Regions from separate parts of the Arachis hypogaea genome. Here region 2 is linked to region 1. A link is a contact called in public Hi-C data. All regions are on one chromosome and are shown on one strand. The core of a region is the stretch at or near the end of the contact, and the rest is flanking DNA. Distances in the headings are between cores, read along the strand shown. Region 1 has its middle 3.2 kb from the start of TRNAK-UUU. Region 2 holds the start of LOC112695937 (amino acid transporter AVT1A).

Evidence for each region. A called contact is a pair of places that touch in the nucleus more often than the background predicts.
Region 2: a Hi-C map of leaf shows a contact between it and region 1, with 2.7 times the contacts expected there. The contact joins the promoter of LOC112695937 here to the enhancer-like site in region 1. A contact is called at or near these places in 2 of 8 Hi-C or Micro-C datasets (leaf and an unstated tissue).

The regions. Positions count from the first base shown.
Region 1 is chr6:10,248,531-10,252,587 of arahy.Tifrunner.gnm2.J5K5, reverse strand. No RefSeq gene overlaps it. Among protein-coding and RNA genes, the nearest start is that of TRNAK-UUU, 3.2 kb to the left of the region's middle. Within about 2 kb of position 1,792, at least 3 of the 3 cell types and tissues checked have open chromatin away from gene starts, as enhancers often do.
Region 2 is chr6:10,294,148-10,298,204 of arahy.Tifrunner.gnm2.J5K5, reverse strand. LOC112695937 (amino acid transporter AVT1A) reads left to right here and starts at 1,762. Exons shown (of 12, transcript XM_029287433.2): 1 at 1,762-2,333. The coding sequence starts at 2,182.

The DNA.
Region 1 (4,057 bases), core at 543-3,042:
ATAAATATTTGAAACAAGAGAAATAAAAATATAGATTAAAAAGATAAGCAGTAAAAATTTAAAATTAAATAAAAAACTAAAAAATATATATAATAATAATTTTTTATTTAAATGATATTATTTTATTAATTTTATTTTTGTAAAACAAAAAGATATAAAAAATAAAGAATGAGAGAAAAGAGAGAGAAAGATAAAGATGAAGACTAAGAGAGGGAATTTATTAATTTTTAAAAAAAATTATTATAATTATAATAAAAAAATCGGGTGACATATTTTGATTTTTTAAATTACTAATATAAAATATAAATTATATATAGAGTGGAAAGAGTAAAGAGAAATAAAAAAAGAGAGAAATAGATGAAAGAATTTAAGAAAAAAATTTATTAATTTTGGAGAAAAATATTTCCTCTCAATTTTAATAAGAGAATGTTATGTAAGACATTTGGTTATTAAATTAGATAATAATATATAATATAATATATAATATAGCTATATTTTAATTTCAATTTTAATTTTAATAAAATTAAAGAATGTCATGTTGTATATTTTTATTGTTAAATTTGTAATTAAACATTGATAATGATTAGGGCTGGCAATGGGTAGGGTAGGGTAGGGTTTATTGAAAACTTTCTTAAAACTCTACCTTACTCTACCCGCGAGTTGAGAATCTCTCGACCCTAACCCTACCCACACCCTAAATCTCTAAACCCAACCCTACCCGACCCTACCCGCAAAAACAAAAAGAAATTTTAAATAAATATAAAATTTAACCATTCCAAATTTCATACATATTAATAAAATAGAAAATAAAAAACTAAGTTCAAATTAAAAATAAAAACAATACAATTTTAAAGAAATCCAACTTAAAATTACAAATAATATGCATCAACTAGTGATTATTTCAAGTTTTTATTTTGAAGAAGATTGTAAGTACAAGACTCACTTTGTTCACTACATACATAACTTTTACATATATATTATATAATATATTAAGGGTACGAGTAGGGTAGGGTAGGTATACCCTAAACCCGTACCCTACCCTACCCGCAACGGATAGGGTAGACAACCCTACCCGAACGGGTTGAATACCCGCGGGTATAGTATATATTGTCAGTCCTAATAATGATATATAAAAGAAATAGTGTGGTTGAAGGAATGAGAGGGATAGAGAAAGGGAGAGGGATGAGGGGATCATTCTTTAATTTTAGAGGAAAAGATTTGATTGCAATTGTAACAAGAGAATAACAAGTAATATATTTTAGTTGTAAAATTAGTAAGAGAAGGAAAGAATTCTTTAATTTTAGAGGGAAATATTTGATTTTAATTACAACGAGGAATAACATATGACATATTTTGATTGTAAAATTAGTAGCGAAAGGGGTAAAAATCTTTAATTTTGGAGAAAATATTTAATTTTAATTACAATAAAAAATAACATGTAACACATTTTAATTGTAAAATTAGTAATATATAATTGATATATACCCAAATCTCAGCATTGAAAGCTGTACAATTACCAATACTGTATGAAAAGCCTCCTACCAATTTCCATTCTCATTTCTAAGACTCCACCAGATCCAGCTTTCCCATTTTGCGGATATCCATCTGTGTTGAGGGTTAATTTATGCATAGTTATGGATTATAGATATTCACAGAGGATGCAAGTATTTCTGGTAATGGGTTATATTTTGTGTTGATCTGTTACGGTTTTTTCTGGTTTAGGTTGGTCTGGTAAGTTATTTTTGGTCATGGGTCTGGTAAGTTTATGTTAAATGTATTAACACATCTTAATAATTATGAGACTCGAACAAAGCAGGGCTTACATGTAGGCCCAATATTAATGGGCCGAAGAAACAAATCTGAAACAGGGAAACCTAAAACATTTTGTGCCACGAATTTAAGGCCTAAAAATTGTCACAAAAAATAATTAAGGCCTAAGCTCTTAACCAAAACCCTAAGAAAAGAGTAAATTACCTCCAAGTCTTGCTCCAATTAAACCAAAAAAAAAAGGCTTTCACAAATGCATGTGACAACTATAAATAAATAAGGAGGTATAAGTACCTAATTTGAAAGACTAATGATAGGGACCTAATACTATAGTAACTAATTTCAGTCAATACTATAGCAAGTTACCAAGTAAGTCTCATATGAAGTCCATTAAAAATTACCTTTTGCTAAGTTTGGATTTCGAATATTTCTTTTAATTTAAATTTTATATGTTCTTATTTTTAAGAGTTTTATATATTTTTTTTTTCTTACGCTAAATGTTAACTGCAATACTAATTTTACAATACCAACTTGCAAGATTTTCTCAAATTAAAAATTTTTAAAAGATGAAGTGAGTGTGCTCACTCAAAATTGAAAAAAAAAATGAAGTGGATGCCAATAAAGCTATGTGCTAAAACACAAATATGATATACTTTATCCAGGCGACTTTTTTCTTTTGTCATTTTCTTACTTTTCTGCCATCATTTATTTATCATTTTTATGTTAATATTTAATAAATTTTAAATATTACAGATTAAACCTTAAATTTTAAATTATAATAATATAAAAATAAGGTATTGAACTAAAATATTAACTAATATTAAAGAAAAATGTTAGCGTTTAATATTTTTTTTATTTAGAGTAAAATGACAATTAGATTTCTAAAAATTTCGACATCATCGAACTAATTAGTTATTAAAAAAATACTAATTTGGTCATCTGCGATAATAAACAGTAGACATGTCATGTCATAAGAGTAGGGATTTCGAAAGCTTTTTCTGAGTTATGAATTCGTTGATAACGCTCATGGGCAAAAGAGCGGAAACGGTTACCCAGAAATACGCACGCAAGGCAATATCATGCAATTAATGATCGGTTATAGAAGTGAGTTATAAATATTAGTAGGTCTTAGGAAATCGGGATTGAAACTTTACTTCATAAATTACTCACGCACACTCACATTCCAGCGACTGTCTGAGTCTGCTTCAAGTCAAATTTATGTAGGGTTCCTTCAACTTATTTTTATTTTCCATTTATAATTCTTGCAAAACTTTACTTTTCGTATTCAATTTACTTTTCGAGCAACTTTAATTTCATTGTCAATCTTATATTTCAAATACTTTTACTTTACATGTTGAAAGTCCTTTCACATAGTTGGAGACATTTTAATTGCTTTATTTACAATTCAATGCAAACCATTTTCGATTTCAATCGACTTTACTTTTCGAAATCTTTATTTTGCACTTTTTAAGTTCTTTGCACTTTTCGAACTCAATTCTATTTTAATACTTATTTAATTCAAGGACCTTTGATGCACTTATAGAAAAAACTGGTACTCATAAAAGAGGAGTAGGTTTCGTTCTTAGACCATTAATCGAATCACTATCGATTTGTTAAAAATTGATAAAACAACTTGATAAATATTATATAAAAACTTAAAATATAATAAATGTTTCACTGTCCAAAATTATATTATTTAATTTTTATCTCATGTGGCAACAACAAAATACACACTACTGTAAATAACAAAATACATATATGAATATTAGATAACTCTATTTCATTTTGCACTATCTATTAAAAAAAAGACATATATATCCAATATTTATTATCATAAAAGACTAAATTAATTTTTTTTAAGATTAATTAATTTAAAATCAAAATTCTTAAAGATCTAATCGTGGCCTTACTCTTTTATTTGTTTGTTTGTTTATATAACATAATATCGTATAAAACTATAGTAAATATAAATTAGATATCGGCTACTCGTTATAGTTCTACATTGAACTTTATTGGGATGGACTCTTCAAAGTTCAAACTATAAAAGATGTTCGGGAAAAAAAAAGTTCAATCTAAAATCCAATACCTATAACATTTGAATCGTACTCAAATTTTAGGTGAACCTTTTTTGTCAGTTTTTTCCCTGTCCTTAACGTAACTTTATGGTAGTATGAAATAATTATGAATATGATCATGAAATTCATGTACTTTAGTACGTACGTATAGACTATAGACTATCATACTCTAAATTATAATTCTTAGTTGTTACTCCAATAATAATGAGCGAGTC
Region 2 (4,057 bases), core at 513-3,012, 46 kb before region 1:
GTTTGTTTCAAGGCTCCTAGTATACTATTTTTTTATACATATATGTATATTTTTACTGTAGAGGTTCGTAATACCTTACTATCTCAGTCTTATGACTTAAGCATAAGATTTAGTATAGTAGGGTGTTACAAATAAGGTTTTCCTTTTATCAAAATAACACATTCGAAGTGGTTTTTCTTTTTTCTAAGGCAATGTGTGAAAAAATGGAAACATTATTATACAAAGTAAGACAAATATATATATATATATATATATATATATATATATATATATATATATATATATATATATATGTGTGTGTGTGTGTATATGTATCTATGATTTAATTCATTTTAAATATATGTTTTATATTGATAACTAATTTTGATAACTAATTTTAAGATATACTTAGATTTAATTTGGTAAACTTTTTTAAAAGTATAAACATCTCGTTTTGTATTTGGTAAATTAAAAAATTTGTGTATTTATATTTGTAGTTTTTAAAAATTAAGAGTGCTTTTGAAAATACCTAAAGGAGAATTTTTTAAAATTAGTTTATGCTCATCAAAATTAAAAAGTCTAATATAATTTTATATATTAATTAATATTTAAATTTAATTTTTATATTAATATCTATAATAATATTTTTAAATTTTAAAAATTATTTTACTAAACATGTTTATTGTTATTTGTATTTATTAAAAGTCATTTTTATTTAATTTACTAAATATAAATACTATAATTTAAAAAAATATTAAAAAATCACTAAAATTAATTATTTTTATTATTATTTAACCATCACTCAAATCTAATAATATACTTTATTCTATACTTTTAAATATTAATTATCAGATAAAAATAAAAAACAATAAATTTTAATAATTTTTAATTTTTTTAATTTCCTTTTAAAAACTAACTTTTAAAACCTTCTTTTAAATGCTAGGATATTATTTAATTTTTTAATTTATTTGTGGGTAATACATACATTGATTATAATCACAAATTAAGCTATTTTAAATTAAATGACTTCTATAATGATGATCTTATTTATTGTTATAAATGCTAAATTGAATAAATCATTATTACTTTTGATTTAGAATATATTATCTTTTGTTCCTTAGATAATTATCTTTTGGATTTTAGATATATTATCTTTTGGACTTTAGATACTATTTTATTTCGGTTTTAGAGTTTAATGGGTGCCATGCTCAAATATAAATAGGCCTTCAGGATTTAGATCCCTAAGATACCAAAGCCGCCTTTGTTGCTCTTTTTCCATAGAAGAGTCATAATTTAGCCGCTTAGAGATATAGAAGGTTTTGGTTGACGAAGATCAAAAGAACCACAAGATCCAAATTTTTCCATCAGTTCTTGATTTCTATAAGTAAAAGGTACGCTTCTACACTATAATATTTTTTGTGATTCAATATAAATGATCTACATTATTAAAATTGATTTATTCCAACATTAAAAAGTAAAAATTTTATCCAACAAAGTCTTCGCATAGTTGAAATTAAGATGACAATACCTAACTATTAATTGATTTGAATGAAGTAATTAATTTTGTTCAATTTAAGAAGGAAATAGATAAGAAATTAAAAATATTTAAAAATGATTTAGCCCATGCCTATCGAAATTGCATCATCAGCGCCACCTCAACATGTTGCATGCTGAATCATCAACAAGTCACAATCAGATAGAATTGCGTGTTAAATAGTTGTCATTGATTAATAAAATTTGTATTTTTTTAATTATTAGTATCTACCCAATGGAAGACAAACTAATGAAATTCAAATCCGTTTAAAATAATGAGAATTATTATTGAGCAAGGTTCGTAGAGGACACTAAGCAAATGATGAGTGGTCCCATATTTCACGGATTGAAAGTGTGAGAAGAGAAGCTTACAATTGTCGAGCACTGGCTACGTACTACTGACCTCTTTCGTTCTTACACACGCCGCTTTCCAATGCATGCGTTACGCATTCAAACCCAATCCTCACCGTTCCTTTCATCTAAACCCTCACAAAATTATTCATGTTTTGGATTTTTCTTAATTAATTTTCAGAGCGCGCGCACTCACTCCCATACCGCCATGTCATTCATCTGGATCTCGTTCAAAAAGATAGAGTTTCTTTGATTTATTTGTTTGTTTCAGGTTTGAGTAGTTCAAATCAACTCAGAGATCAGAGTGCGGTAGCAGTAATGGTGAGAGGCTCTCGATCTCAGATTTCGTTGAATTATGATAACGAAGACGAAGACATTGAAACCGTCAACTACGACAGTGGTAGTGACAATGAAGATAAGCTAGATCCGCCTGAGTCTTTCTCTTCTCGCCAATGGCCTCAAAGTTACAAGTACGGACATTCTTTTTCTTCTTCACTGCCATTTTTGTTTCCTGTTTGCTTTTCCTTTCTTAGAATTGATTCTAGTTACAATTAATTATGCATAATTGATTTGCGGTAGTGTTAGGAAGGTAGAAAAAGAGTGTGTTTGACAAATACGTTAGGGAAGGGAAGTATGTTTGAGCTTCTTAAAAATTTTACTTTTATATTTGGCTATTTTTATCTTTCTGAACGCAGAGTTCATGTTGCTTATTATCCTTGAAAAATTAAGTGAAAAATTTATTTTTTTTTACTAATTCTACCATTTATTTTTTTTTAGAAAAAAAATATCAGTAACTATTACCTTCACAGTAATTTTTTGTAGTTCTTCCTACTTTGTTCATTCTAATTCTTCTTTTTTTTATTAAAATAGTTTAGATTTATTTTAATCACTAGCAAATTGAATATTTTAATTTTTTTTATTATTTGTAGTACTTATTTTCATATTTTAATTTTGTGTTTTTTATTATATTTTTTATATTTTTTATTATATTTTTTATTTATATGATAAATATTTTTATATTATTTCTGTAATGTTCTGATTTCTCATGTTATGTTTTTATGAATTTTTTTATCATTTACTATATTATTTTTTATTTGTATATTTTTTATGAAATCTTTTTTGTATTTTTTTTTGGTTTTGTTCATATGATTTTTTATTTATTTTATTGTATTTTTTTATTCATATGACAAATGTTGTTAACTTTTTTATGATACTTTTATTATTTTTTGTTCAGATAAATTTTTCTTTTTTTCTATCCTTTATTGCATTGTATTTATGTTGTGTATGAATTTTTTTTATTTTTTTATTTAATTTTATTCATACGAATTTTATTTATTTTTATTGTATTTTTTGTTTATATGATATATGTTGTTGATTTTATGAAATTTTTATTATTTCTTAGATGTACTCTATTTTTGTTTCATATTAATTTTTTTATTTTTTATTCCGACTTTATAAAATTTGTAATTGTAATTATTATATACTACGTTTATTATCTAAATTTTGTATAATATAAATTATGATCCTATAAAAAATTAATTATAAATAACAATAAAGCCATAAATAATGAAAATTTTATAGTCTAAAATAATACTAAATTAAAGAGTACTGAAAAATTAAAGAGTACTAAAACTTATCTTATTTTACATTCATTTAATTTAGCATTCATTAATTGTTAATTGTTATGACCGTTTTTTAATTAATTCTTTTTGGTTACCAAATATTTTTTGTTGACATCTATATAGAACTGATCTTTAAATTAAGTGATTCTGAATCTGATGGAAAATTTTGGAAATGTATATGATGACATATGATCAAATTTTGCCCTTAAAAAGCAAAAAAAAAGATCGAAATAATACTACTCATACGTTAGAACATTAAATTACATCAAATCTCTAAAAATCAGTTGATGCTTTTCAATTTCCCCAGCTGTGGCGGAATAGAGTGATGATATCTCTTTGGTAGTTTTTGGGACACAATTGTAGAAACAGTGAGTACCTAAACACATTTAAATCACTTAGGAGAGTTCTTGATTAATAAATTCTCCACTCTTTTTTGAATGTTGAGGGACCAAAGAATTATTAAAATAAAATAAAATAATTGTAATGGTTGTGTGAGGAGGGTGACTAAGATGGTCTAGATTCTTTTGGTTTACTCAACAGCTGTTGCGAGTATGGCACGTGATGTATGTGTG